Regions from separate parts of the Arachis hypogaea genome. Here region 1 is linked to region 2. The links are chromatin contacts, called in public Hi-C maps. All regions are on one chromosome and are shown on one strand. Each heading gives the region's core, a stretch centred on a gene start, on an enhancer-like site or on the middle of the called end of the contact. The rest is flanking DNA. Distances are from core to core; before and after follow the strand shown. Region 1 holds the start of LOC140182847. Region 2 has its middle 13 kb from the start of LOC112785573.

What was found. A called contact is a pair of places that touch in the nucleus more often than the background predicts.
Region 1: a contact with region 2 is called in a Hi-C map of leaf, with 2.8 times the contacts expected there. The contact joins the promoter of LOC140182847 here to the enhancer-like site in region 2. A contact is called at or near these places in 2 of 8 Hi-C or Micro-C datasets (both in leaf).

The regions. Positions count from the first base shown.
Region 1 is chr20:21,139,417-21,143,996 of arahy.Tifrunner.gnm2.J5K5, forward strand. LOC140182847 reads right to left here and starts at 2,410. Exons shown (of 3, transcript XM_072230364.1): 1 at 1,821-2,410; 2 at 909-1,255; 3 at 1-790. The coding sequence starts at 2,275. The coding sequence ends at 681.
Region 2 is chr20:20,997,002-21,001,322 of arahy.Tifrunner.gnm2.J5K5, forward strand. No RefSeq gene overlaps it. Among protein-coding and RNA genes, the nearest start is that of LOC112785573, 13 kb to the right of the region's middle. Within about 2 kb of position 2,495, at least 2 of the 3 cell types and tissues checked have open chromatin away from gene starts, as enhancers often do.

The sequences.
Region 1 (4,580 bases), core at 1,160-3,659, 140 kb after region 2:
TGTAGCTTAAGCCATAAGATTATCTACAATTTATGCAGACACAAATTTCATACAGTTAAAAAATTGTTGATCAAATTGAAATCAATTATACTCCCCCTGTTTATTTTTATTTTTTTTTTTTATGTGACATATTCACTCTAGTACATCCTTAAATTGATTTGTCTATACAAAGTTTGTTGAGTCAAATTAAAATGAATGTAGATAATTTGTTATATATGCTTAATATTTTGACATTTTGGCCTTGTCTTGCTTGATACAGTGGCATTTCGTTCATGATGTATTGTCAGATGTATGAAAACTAATTTCCGAGTTCATAGATTCAAACCGACTCAGCATAGAAAAATAGAAAAACCAAACGTGTTCTTGCATTTCAACATCATTTCTAGTCATATTGACAATAAATAATTTGACTAACTTTATTCAAAGGTGATGACTCCGATGCAGAGTAAAAAGTAAGAATGTATAGATATAAAGAAAGAGGCTATAACTCTGTATCTCTGTATAATCTTACTCTGTATCAAAGTAATCACCTATTCAAAAATACATTTACTATTTTACTGATCCCACCAAATTTGGTGACTCTGCTGAAACATAAAATGTTACACTTATATCTATAAAAGAATTTTTCTGAAAACTAAACCATCCATATATTAACTAGCACCGTTGTAATCAGTTTCACTTCACAGTTCCCAGAAATGAAAGAAGAACTTACCTTTAGAAAGAGGTTTCACTTTTCCGCCATGGAAAACAGAACGAAAAGCTCTTAGCAATGCCGTTGCAGAAGGCTTCCCTAAACAATTTGAATATCAGCACTTAGATTCATAATTAGGCTCAAAATATTTCCAACTAACCAACAAAATTCTGCAATGTGACATTAAACATGTAACTCAAATTAAGTAGCAAATTACCTTTGGATTCAGAATATCCAACCATGATTTTGTTAGCTTCTAGAAGCCTAGAAACCTCTCTACCAGATTCAAAAGCACGAAAGAATCTATGCTCAATTTCCTTCATGCTAGTAACAAAATCTTTAGCTCTATGTGTGATGAACTGAGAAGGATCTTCTCTTTCAGTGTGCACATTTTCCACATTGCTTGGTAACTCCATCTTCAAACCTTCAACTACTCTTAAAACAAATGATAATTGGTCATAGCAATTTACTGATGAACCCCTGCACCCATTTCCTCTGTTAATATCCTTTTCATTATCCACGGAGTTTAGGAAATCCTCTCCTTCTCCATGCTTGCACTCGAGTCTATGTTACACAGATACAAATACTAATTATGATGCTGAATACAATTTTATGGAAAGGAAAATCACAAATTTAAAAGTAGGTTACATTAATATACGTACTCAGTATTGAATACGATATAATAATACAGTATGATCCGTGCATACAATATTTTTTTTTTTGGGAAAAAAAATCATACTAAATAGACAAAAACAAAATGATATCAAATCAATCACTTATATAAAATATATACTAAAAATAAATTAAATAACTTAAATATTTATATATAAATCTATAATAACTGATCTGGTGTGATTATTTATATACATATAATATTTTTGAAATATATATATTATTTAATTCATCTCGAGGATAACTAAATTTGTGACACATATAATTTTTTGAAAAAAAATATCAAAATTTTCGGAAAAATAAACACTAGTTTATTGAATACAGCACGACGCAATATAATTTGATAGATAGGATCGGTTCATGGAAAAATAGTCACAAATTTAAAATTTAAGATAGATCATACACGTAAACACAACACGAGTAAATACCAAAGTATTTGTGCATTTTAAACTCAAACCTTAAAGGATTAAAGAAATCCGAAGAAGAAGCAGCACCATTCTCAGTAGTAGAAAGTGAAGGTACCGAAAATTCACGATCCAAGTAACTGCCGTAACTGCAATTTTTATTTATGCTAACAGTGAGACCAACATCTTCATTGTCACGTGACCTCGTTGGGTAACCCACGTGACTTCCATCTTCATCATGAGCACGTGATGGTGACGAAGAAGAAGAAGGGTAATTTGATTCAGAAACAGAAACCGAACCCGAAGGTGGCGAGTCTAGTAACTGTGCCTGAGCGTAACGGCGAAGAACAACGCCAATGTTTTGAAGAGAGTGAATGTAAGAAAGGTGCGAAGCAGAGAGAGCGTATCTTGAATCAATGGCTGAGTTTATGAGCCTCTTTCGTTCCTTGCAGAGCCGCAAAGGTTCGTTATTTCTCTTCTTGTGATTTTTGAACATCACCCAACCCATCTCTGTTACGAGAAAGTTCGCAAATCACAACAGAGTTTGAATGGAACCTCTATCACCGCATTCACCGAGAAACATCCCAAAATACACGCTGTTGTTTGTTCTTTTTCACTTCTTCTATATACAACAAATACTAGTTTAGAAGGGATAAAAAGCATTGATGACAATGAGGCATTGGTGAAATTGGTAATATAGTGGTGGCTTTTTTTGTTTTCTGCAAAAGAAAATATTGGAATCTAAAACTTTTTCTGTTCCTAAATAATTAGTCAAACACTTTACCTTTTTTTTTCCCTGCTCCACTGATTTATTGATTGGTAGAAAGTAAAAAGTACCTACCTATACTTGTTTGGTATGAACTCGAAAATTAAAAATTATTAGACCATCATTTAGTCAAATATAATAAATTATATATGAATTTTTATTATTAATTAGTTATTTATTAAATAAAAAGTTAGAATTTTAACAAAGTCCTTTAAAAATCATTTGTCTTTTGTAATTTTTATAGATCTTTTCCAAATTTACAATAGTTATTACTTTTTAGTAAAACAAAATAAAAGTAGTTTTAATAAGTATAGACTATAATAATTGTGTAATCTCATTTTTGTGTATATAATAATTTATTAATAAACATCAAATTAAACTCATAAATATAGTTTAGATTTGCAGTCAATTAATTCTCAACCAATCAACCTAAAAGATATCATTAGTTAAAAAAAGCTATAATAAGTATTTGATAAAATTATTTTTAAAATTTAAAATAATTTTAGTAAACAAAAATAAAAGAAGTAAGAAAACTCTATATATAAAGGTTTATATTAAATTTTTTATTTTAGCTTAAAAAAATACAAATTAATTTTAAAAAATATTTTTATAGATACTTTAAAAAATATTGTCAACTCTTAAAAACTAAAAATACATGCACATAAATGTTTATTTAATTTTACCAAATACAAAACATTAACTTATGTTCTTAAAAAGGTTCAAACACCTCCAATAAACTTTATCAAACACATTCTAAGTGTGCTGATTTCGTTGGTTAAGACTCAATATGATCTAAGAAATATACGGGTAAGCAAGCCATTTTAGTGTTTCTGTATTATAACATATATGAATCAAATTAGTTCATTAACACAAGTCAAGTTAGTCTTTCAAAACATTATCAAAAATATTGACTGGTATTTGTTATAATACAAACTAGAGTATATACCTATACGAGGTGCAGAAAATATTTATTTAATTTATGTTTTGTTAGTCTTTTTTAATTTAATTTTTTATTATTTAATTTATATAAAAATTATTAGAAATTCTAACTCATCTTTTTAATTATTCTCCTAATTTTTAAATAGTTTTATATTTTTTAACTTTTATTCATCTAAGTATTAAAAGAATAATTAAGAAGATAAATTAAGTCTCTTAATTATTACTCAAATTTTATTATTTTAAATTAATATTATTTGTAAATTTTATTTTTTAATAAATATTTAACTAATTTATTCAAATCATGAAGTGTATATATTTTATTTTAAAATTATATTAATTAAAGTTGATACATAATAATAAAAGAAAGAAATAAATTAAATTTATTAGAATAATTGATATTAATAGAATTTTAGTTATTAAATGTCAATTTTCATATAATTCTAAAGAAGATATTTTTTTAAAATATTCTGAGAAAAAGAGAGGTATGCACCTTGGCATGAGAACGTATCACGTCAATATTTTTGACACTATAATGCTACCTAATATAATAATATTATTTGTAGATTTTATTTTTTAAAAGATCTTTAACTAATTAATTTAAACAATGAGATGTATATATTTTATTTGTAAATTATATTAATTAAAATTGATACAAATAATAAAATATATAAATTAGATTTATTAGAATTTTTTTTGTGACTAATTAGATTTATTAGAATGATTGGTAATTACTAGAATTATAATCATTAAATGTCAATTTTCGTATAAGTCCAAATTAAAGAAGGTATTTTTCTAAAATATTTTAAAAAAAAGAAAAGTATGCATAAGGACATTAGAAAGCGTCATGTTAGTATTTTTGATGTTAGAATGCTACTCGTTGTAAGATAATATTAAGCTATTATTTGTAGATTTTATTTTTTAAAGAATATTTGACTAATTAATTCAACCAATGAGATGTATATATTTTATTTGTATATCATGTTAAATTATTAATTAAGGTTGATACATAATAAAAGAAAAATATAAATTAGATTTACTAGAACTTATGATACACAAATATTGACACGGATATAAAACACGATATGACATGAGACACGTGAATAACAAA
Region 2 (4,321 bases), core at 1,245-3,744:
ATAATATTTTTTTATTATCAAAAGTATATATTAATTTTTATTAATTTCATTTATATTATATATATAATACTTAATACTTTTGAAATTTGAAAAATATAACAATATATGACTGTAAAAAATTTGAATGACGATGCAAAGAGTTTTATATTATTAATCTTAGAATAAAATTTCATTTTAGTTTCTGTCAATTTTAGAAAAAAAAAATAATGGATCTTTTTACTATTAGAAAAAGACCATCCAACTTTTAACTATCATTTCTGACAACTAGCCCTTCTATCCTGTTTATCACAATCTTTTACGCGGCGTTTGTTTACAGAAACAGGATATTGAGACAGGGACACAGAGACAAAAAATTATGTTTAACAAAAAAGATATAAACAAAAATAATATGTCTAAGGATACTGAATTAGTATATTTTGTGTTTATTCTCACAGGAAGGACACAAAGACACTAACAAGAGACATAACTTATTTTTTATTTTATTATTTTTATTATTTTTATTAATTTTTTATTATTATATTTTTCATCTCAAATTTTTTAAATAAAAATATGAAAATAAATTGAATTTTTATAATTTATTCTAATTTATCATCAAATAAAATACAAAAATACAAAATTTTATATTTCTGTCCATCAATATCTTATCCTATCCTATTATCAATGTCTTGTCTTATCTTGTTCTCGAAAACAAATGCAACCCTAACATTGAATTTATATATGTTAATTACCATTTATCTATCATAAAAGGAGATATAAAAATCAACACACCTACTCTCCATTTATAGTTGTAGCAATTAATGCTAATGCAGACATTGCTATTCACAGATTACTTTAATTAAAAAGACTGTGAAGGAAGTTATTTATTAATTAATTGTCTTACGAGTATGTTTTTTTGTTATAAAGTGAAAGACTAACGAGATAACTAATAAAAAAAATTGAGAAATTAGGATTTTACTTTTAATTTAAAAAAAAAAACTTTTTGAGTATTAAATTTTAAAATTATAATGGAAAAATAAAAGAGCATAAAATGACAATAAAGAAACAAGAGAAGATTTCAATCTTAATCAAATTTTATTTTTTGTTTTAACAAAAATATTTTCATAAACTGAACCAACTGTCATCGCTAATACTTTTACTAAATTTGCTATGGTAGCATGATCTTTGATCAGCGTGTAAATTGTGGCATTATGTAATATTCAAGATTGCAAGAGCGGCGGCTCTCCTAGGGTTTCCTCATCTGGGATCCTGGGGAAGAGGATCAAGTTGGCCCTTACGAACAGCTTGATGCACTATCTCCCTCAACTCTTTGAACGAAATGCGGCAAAAGGAAAGAAAATCCATGGACCGACCCCACCGATCAATAAACTGGTGAAATTATTGGTTTAATGATTTATTGGTTCGATCGGAGTTCAACTGAGTTTAATCAGTTTTATTAAATATTAAATAAAATTATTAAAAAAATTATATATAATTTTAAATATATAAATTTAATAATTTTTAACTTAATAAAATTTAAAATTTCATAATTTAAATTTTCTAGCTTAATTTTTAGGGTTCGTTTAGCCCTTTTTTCTCTTTAAAAAAAAGAACAAAACGACGCCATCTGGAAGGTTTGTTTTCGAACGGGAAACTCTCTAAAAAACCGAACGATTCTATTAATTTACCGGTTAACTATCAATTTGACCGATTTTTTGTTAGATGGTTTATAGACTTAACTGGACCAATTAAGTGATTGATTTTTGATTAATCCAGTTGAACTGGCCAGTATGTTTCGATTTTCAAAACTATGATAATATCATTAGGCAAAGAGTCCACACCTATGCTCTATATGTTGGTTCTAAATTGGAGAAATGTGAAATGAGTGAGATTCAAGAAGTGAAAATTTAATTTGAATGCTGGTTGAATCAAGAGATTAATAAACTGGAAGAAACATAAGTGGGTGATTTTTTTTTTTGGGTGGTAATTTAAGATGTTTGAAAAAATAGGAATTTGATCATCTTTGAAAATAAGATGGTGCAGGTTGATAGTTGCTATGGGAGAAAACAAAGGCAGTGGTCATGTTGTGAGAACAATAATAAAAAGAAAAGAAAAGTGAGAGTATATTATGTTGGTGAGAATAGTAGAAGGTGGATGTAGTGGCAATGTGTTATGTTCACACCTGAATGTAAAGTGTATGTAATTGGTGGTTATTTGACAACAATTGATGAGCTGCCCAATGCTTCATGGATGAAATGGTCAAGGATACTTCTATTCGAAAATATTTAATAATAAAAAAAATTAATCCAAACAACTTAATTATTGTTAGAATTAATAAATATTAAATAAGATATAAATTTAATTTTTTTTGTCTGCTTAAAATTATTGATTTGGATCACGCATTAATAAAAGGTATGCAAGTGGTGACACAGTTTTTGTTCGAAGTACTGTGGACAATAAAAGGGGGTTGGATTGGATTTTGGGTAAAAACAAAACTAACACAGCATTTAACTTGAACTATTTCTTCAAGAATGTGGCTTTGGAGTATAGAGGAGGAGAGAGTTTTATGACGTGTGCACAGTATAGGGATGGCAACAGGTCCCATCGGGGTGGAGACATGTCTCTCGTACCTCGCCCTCCGTCTCCCACTTTTAATATCTGTTTTCGTCTCTGCCCCGTCCCCTTAACAGATAATGGAGACCTCGTATTTATCGGAGACCCAACCCAGCGGATATTCTGAATTTTTGTAAAAATTAATAAAAATTGAAAAAAATAAAAAAAAATTAGAGAAAATTAAAGATAATCTTCAATTGTCATTATAAAACATAATATTCATAGTCTTTAAAGACTTAAATAGCAATAACAACAAATATAAACATCCAAACATATCCCTAAACAACCAAATATTACATAAACAACCAACCATATCCATTGGGAGTTCTTGAAGTTGAGATTGAAGAGCCTCTTGTGTAGTTTGAATATTAGTGCTTATAGGTTCTTCCGATGAAGTACTCTTCTCAAAAGTATTACTCAATGCATCTAAAGAAGACATTCTATAAATCCTGAAATATAAATCATGAATCAAAATCACATTAATCCAAAATATAAATCATGAATCAAAAATTCAAAATCAGAATCTCATTAACCTAATTCAAAAATATAAATTATAACTAAAAATAAAAAATTTAGAATCGAAATTTTATTAACCTAACTCAAAAATATAAATTATAACTAAAAAAAAAATTCAGAATCAGAATCTCATTAATCTAACTCAGAAATATAAATTATAAATTAAAAATAAAAAATTCAGAATCAGAATCTCATTAATCTAAGTACCTAACTCAAAAATCAGAACCTAATTATCCTATTTCAGAAATTCAGAATCAGAAAATTTAGAACTCAGAACCTAATTACCCTAATTCAGAATCAAATCAACCCTAACTAGAAATCAGAATCAAATCAACCCTAATTAGAAATCAGAATCAGAAAATTCAGAACTCAGAACTAAATTATACTAAATCAGAAATTCAGAATCAAATCAACCCTAATTAGAAATCAGAATCAGAAAATTCAAAACTCAGAACCTAATTACTCTAATTCAGAAATTCAGAAACTACAAGACTGACTTACCCGACGGAGAAAATGGGTAGACCAGTGATGAGCCACTATTTTATGGTTTATTTTGTACTGAATTGAGTGGATTTTGTCAACTATTCTCACACTTATTCATGTAAATTGCATGTTTTTAAGTTTCCTTCCTAATTTTGTGCTATGATTAAAAACATGCTTCTTAGGCTTTAAAATTGCTAATTTTTAATCATTTCTTATTACCATTCGACGTCGTGATATGTTTGTTAAGTGTTTTCAGGGTTTATAAGGCAGGAATGGCTTAGAGGATGGAAAGGAAACATGCAAAAGTGGAAGGAACACAAGAAATTGAGAATTTCAGAAGCTGGTAGCAACGCGTACGCGTGACTGGTGCAACAGACAAACGACGCATACACGTGGATGACGCGTACGTGTGATTAGGAATTCGTTCAGCGACGCATACGCGTGGATGACGCATATGCGTGACAAGTGTCACATGTCTCAGTTATGAGAAAACGCTGGGAGCAATTTCTAGGCTGTTTTTGGCCTAGTTTCAAACCCGAAAATGAAGATTAAAGGCTATAGAGTGGGACGAATCGGGGAAGGATCATTCATTCACACTTTAGGTTTGAGATGTAGGTTTCTCGAGAGAGAGACTCTCTCCTCTCTCTAGATTTTAGGGTTTTTAGTCTTATTTCTTCTTAGATTCAGATTTTCACCTTGCTTTAATTTTGTTTTTCTTTACTCTTGTTTGTTC